Linked DNA regions of Triticum aestivum: region 2 is linked to region 1. A link is a contact called in public Hi-C data. All regions are on one chromosome and are shown on one strand. The core of a region is the stretch at or near the end of the contact, and the rest is flanking DNA. Distances in the headings are between cores, read along the strand shown. Region 1 holds the start of LOC123053830 (NAC domain-containing protein 45-like). Region 2 holds the start of LOC123053834.

What was found. Hi-C and Micro-C count contacts between places; a contact is called where the count stands out from the background.
Region 2: a Hi-C map of leaf shows a contact between it and region 1, with 3 times the contacts expected there. The contact joins the promoter of LOC123053834 here to the promoter of LOC123053830 in region 1. A contact is called at or near these places in 2 of 5 Hi-C or Micro-C datasets (leaf and root).

Annotation. Positions count from the first base shown.
Region 1 is chr2D:461,797,616-461,800,307 of IWGSC CS RefSeq v2.1, forward strand. It overlaps LOC123053830 (NAC domain-containing protein 45-like), which reads right to left and starts at 1,312. Exons shown (of 2, transcript XM_044477407.1): 1 at 884-1,312; 2 at 1-797. The coding sequence starts at 1,258. The coding sequence ends at 483.
Region 2 is chr2D:462,122,141-462,124,832 of IWGSC CS RefSeq v2.1, forward strand. It overlaps LOC123053834, which reads right to left and starts at 1,384. Exons shown (of 7, transcript XM_044477410.1): 1 at 223-1,384; 2 at 1-45. The coding sequence starts at 1,282. LOC123053835 (2,3-dimethylmalate lyase) reads left to right here and starts at 1,395. Exons shown (of 8, transcript XM_044477412.1): 1 at 1,395-1,811; 2 at 2,261-2,472. The coding sequence starts at 1,490.

The DNA of each region.
Region 1 (2,692 bases), core at 62-2,561:
TGGCCAAAGAGAAAGTTTGACAGAAGTTTCCTTCATACTTGAATCAAGCTTTTTCTATATCTTCAGGTCATAGGAGCCGTAGTTTTCAGATCATCTACTGATCTACACACCTCACACAAGTAATATTAAGTTGCTAAAAGCAAGAAAATGCAACCACTTTTGCAAGTTTGGCAAAGTTTTCCCTCCATTTTTGAAGCTAGATATCTGTATTTTTTTCTTTTATAGTAAGACAACTTTACTTTCACATAGTGGCACGCTGTGGCACACTGCTGGATACAAAAAGTTGCAACGCACGGCCATATGTGCATAGTCTTATGATATACAAGAGATGTAGTAACCGACAATTATGCACAACCTGCACTCTGCATCTATTCGTTTATTTAAACCTATGGATCATGAAACATAAAACCACTAAAACTACTAGTGTCTACAACTTTGGTTAGAAACTTAGAGCTTACGAGCTCGAAAGGGCAGGATTCATCCTAAAATGTAGCAGGACGCTTGCGCTTCCCAAGAAGTAGGCCTGGTTCGTCGCCCTCTAGTTCCGGAGCCCCCATCGCCTCCTTCTGCTTCCAATCTAGTAGTATTACATCGCGCTTCGGCACAACTATCTTGTCCATCTGTCCGATGTGTCTCCTTGAGTTTGGCTTCCCACGAGGGGATCCTGACAACGGTGCGGGGCGCCGCCACAACCCTTTCGCCTTGGATGGCGCCGCCGGCGCAGCCTCCACCTCTCCGCCCTTGGCGTCTCGGCGACAGTCCCTCTTGCGAACCTTGCACACGACGTAGGAGTTCATCTGTTCCAAGAACAATGACAGTTTGGTAAGCGATGAGAAAAGATCATTGATGTGAAGCAAAATGGTTCATATGTTCACATACGTACCCATGGCCGGGCGAGGTTCCTGAGGTCTTCTCGGTCCGCGTTGAGCTTGTACTCGAACATGCTCCACTGGGTCTTGCACCCGTGCAGCGCCCTGCCGCGGTAGAAGTCCATCGACGTCTTGAAGGCCACGGTGAGGCCGTCGTGCTTCACGCGGGACGGCGGACCACGGATCTTCCAGAACCCGACCGGGGTGGTGTAGAAGCACGGGTTGCTGTATGCCGCGGCTTTTTTTGAAACGAGGCTGTACGCCGTGGCCTTTTTTGAAACTAGGCTGTACGCCGTGGCTTGCTTGCGCACGAAGAAGAAGCCTAGTCGCTCTTTGTCTCCGTGTCCATCAACTGCGTGCATATACGTAGAAGAATTAGACTGTGTCATGCCAATCTGGTAATAAATCACAACGTCCAGCTGCTTTATGCACTGAAAGCAAAAAAATACGGCCTATGCAAGTACAGTGCAACGTACAAGTTGTCTGAAATTCAGAAAATTAGTCGAGTGGATTTAAATAATTTACACGCTATATATACATTTATTTACTGTGTCACATAGTTTAGAACCCAAGTTCTACCCACACGTTTAGAAATACAAAGGGAAACTGTGTTGTGTATCCACAACAGAATTCTCTTTTACTTGTTCGATCACGTGTCGTTGAGTTTGAGTTCAAACGACTGAAATATAATAATAAACATATAGTCTTAGTTTGCTCGATATTTTTCTTACAATTTAGGGCTCACGGTCCCTCCATTTAGTGAGGGCGCCAGCACTTTTTGAAAACCTAGATCAACAAGTGATGGCTTTTAGCCTAGATCTTCACCTGCAGGTGCAAAGTGTCATTGCAGCTGCATGTGCCAACCATGGTAGCATGCAATTGGCCGGAAAAAAAAAACTTCCGTGCAACTTCGGTTCAGTTCATTGAGCTACATTTCTTTTTGAAAATCCAAGATGCATTTGCACTTCACCGGACGAGACCAAGCAAAACAAAAATATTAATAACTCAGTAAAAGATGTTTTCGGAACTTACGTCTTATGTCATCTGGGTCCAGAGCATAAATATTGACCAGCTCTTCTATTCTTCTCCTATATGGTTGAAGCGCCAGATTCAGGACTTTGGGCTTGAGATAGTCGAGCACGATATCCTCATCTGTCGGGCAAAATGTGAATCCTGGAATGAGCCAATATGGTGTACTTGTTTTATCAACTTCATTAGACGTCTCGATGTGGTCATTGTTGCTATTTGGTTGCTCTGATGTCGAGCTAGTCACGTTGTTGCTGCTGCCACCAAGATGCATTGATGAAGATGCCACGTTACTGTTTGAAATCGTCATTGTCGCACTGAAATGTGCGCCGATCTTGCTATCAGAACACACAATGTTCTGATCAGGATATGAGTCTTTGTCTGTTCCAAAGAATTGGTTGGTTGAATCTTCGAATGTTTGCGCTCTCCAGTCGTTTGAGTCATTGTCATTGTTATTGCCAAGCTGGGCTTGCATTGACGACGATGGCATGTCTGCAGGTCGATGCAACAAAATTTCTGCTGACCTCGTCGAAGTTGTCATTGTCGCGCTGCAGTGGGCCTTCTTGTGGCTGTCAGAACACACACTGCTCTGATCAAGACGGGGGTCATTGTCGGAAAATTCGTCTGTTGAATCTTTGAATGTCCGCTCTCTCCAATCATGTGAGTCGTCCTCGTCCTCCACCGGAACTCCCTTGGAGGAATAGCCCCGCCATGACCCTTTGTTCCGTTGCTCGAGAAATCCCATGGGGAAATCTAGGCCTCCATATACAATGAACCACCGTGATAGCTGATCCAAA
Region 2 (2,692 bases), core at 134-2,633, 320 kb after region 1:
AGGAGGACGCCATGGTTGATGGAGGTGTTATGCCCCCAGCTAGGTCTGAAAATATAAATTATATATGACACTGCTATCTCCAATTTCACAAAGTCATTTTTGTGCACCATCACCTAAATTTCATGTAGCTAACAGAAATATTACTTAGTTCTTATTAAATAATTCACAAGTCATGGGAAAGCAAACGTAAACGAGCTTGTACAGGTTTGGCGATGGTAGTACCTGGAGTGTAGAACCTCGTGTAGGGAATGACTTCACTGCTACTGGATACCTTCTTAACTCGGCCTGAATTAAGCTCAACTGTGAAAGTGCCAAGATCTGTCTGCACAAAAAAGACACGAAATCCATCGGTGCAGCTAATCACATATCTGGGGGTCGAGGGTAGCAAGTTCTGGAGGTCGACGACTCTGCGTGTTGCCCATTTCACAGCTCCGTCTGTGTCAGCCTCCATCGACCATAGTTCGAGCCTGGACTCCTGCAGATTGGCACAGCCCAGCATATCGTCCTCCATTCGCATAAGGATATAGCTGCACTTCCACTTGTGCATGGCTGGCCAGTGAATCATCGATAGCTCCTGGCTGAACAAGTCATATCGCAGGACTACCGTTTCCTGAGTGCACAAGAAATAGACTGCATCTCCCACAAGGGCATTGGGCCGAGAGAGCCTGACGTGCAGGGGCAATTCAGGGTGCTCACAAGACGTCACTGGGCTCCAGGCACAGGACTCTGAAGAGTAGACGCAAGCTTGCGCGACGCCATCGTCATCGGTGCCCACATAGACCACACGGAAGGGGTCGCCAGGGCAATTGAGGTGGTCGCAGCCATCGGCGGCGCAGAGCACCGCCGCGGCGCAGTCTGGAAAGGTTGGCCAGTCCACGAAATCCGGCAAGGACAACCGCCACTGGCGGTGGCCGACGAGGTCCCACACGATGAGGCAGAGGGGTTCGCCGCTCGGGCCGATAGTATTTGAGAGGACGAGTCCATGGCGCGAGTCGAGCACGAAGAGACTGCACTTGCCGGGGTGCACCGGGAAGAAGGGGGAAGTGGGGGACAAGGGAGAAAAATAGCACAGTACCGTCTCATCGTTCTCGAAGAATCCCAGCAAGGGAGGTGTCCGGTGGAACTCGCGGTAGAGGCGGGAGAAGGCGGTGCCGGTGAGGCGGCTGCGCCAGGGCTTGCAGACGAGGGAGGCCCGGAAGAGGCACCCGGGGTCCTCCGGCGGGAGGCGCAGGAGGATCTCCTCGAGAAGCTCGTCCGGCAGCGTCGCCGGCGGCGGCGGCATGGCGGGCGGAGGCGTGGGTTGTGGCTGGAAAGGAAGGAGCAACTGCTGGGTCTGAGTTTAGGCCTGCCTGACAGGCTCACACGCTTGGGCTCAACCAGATCGGCGTGTGGGGGGGTTTCTGCAAAGTGGGACCGGGGAGGCAGCGAGACTGGGACTGGTGCGTAGTGGAGGAGCTGATTTCTCCGAGCGGGCAGTGGCAAACTGGCAATGGCGTGCTACGCCGCTCTCCTGCACCAGCCGCCCGCCTCGCCGTCCCCGTGCACCTCAGGCCGCGTCGGCTCCTGCCGTGTCCGTCCGCCCCCACTCCTCCAGCGCCGAGCCCCTCCCCTGTCTGTGCGCGCTCGGATCTCCCCCCGCTGCTCCTACGCCGCAGCCGGAGAAAGCGCCGGAGCGGGCGCCGGGGAACAGCCCGCGGCGGCGCTCCGGAGAGTGCTGGGGACGCCGGGCGCCCACCAGGCGCCCGCTTGCTACGACGCGCTCAGTGCCCGCCTCGTCGAGCGCGCCGGGTTCAGGGCCTGCTTCACGAGCGGTACGTGTTCGCTCTTTTGCTTCTGCAGGACTCTCTCTCACACACACTCCCATCATAATAGCATAGTGTACCATACTTCCAATTCCTGAACACCCGCGCTTGCTGTGCCACCATGTTTCTGTCATTCTGTAGATTGTGAGTGTTATACTTGTACTACCTCATATACTCCATGTGTTGTAAAGATGATGAAACCTTATACTAGAGTGAGAATTTGCTCTTGTGCTGGTCTATATTGCCTATGCTTCTGTTGAGGGCACATTGATCAAGTGGCATTGCACATATCAAACCATCACAAGTTTGTTCTTCACTTGTATAGTCACGGTCGCTCGGTCAGAACTTGAAAATGGAACCAGAGCGTAGTAGTTGCTTAGGGAGCTAGCCCAGTCCTATGTAAAAGGAGATCTACAAGATTTCAGTCCTGAAAAAATTAACAGTATTTTGTCTTTCAGGTTTCTCAATATCTGCTGCAAGGCTTGGATTGCCAGATGTTGGTCTCATGTCCTATGGCGAAATGATAGATCAAGGCCGTCTGATCACTGAAGCAGTATCGATACCTGTAATTGGTGATGCTGATAATGGTTATGGAAACTGTATGAATGTCAAGAGGACAGTGAAAGGATTTATCAAGGCTGGTTTTGCTGGAATTATTCTTGAAGATCAGGTATCTTGATACTCTTTCGATGTTGTGCTGTTTACTAAATTATCCAGCTGTTTTGCTTCTATAACCTACTTTATATACACAAACTATTGCATCACTGAACTAGAGTGCTTCACCTTCATAAGAACCTAAATGTCATTTTACACATATTTTATGTTTGTATGTAGTTTATGTTTTGCGAGAGTTTGTATATAGTTTTAAACATCCTGGCTGTGCAGTCAGT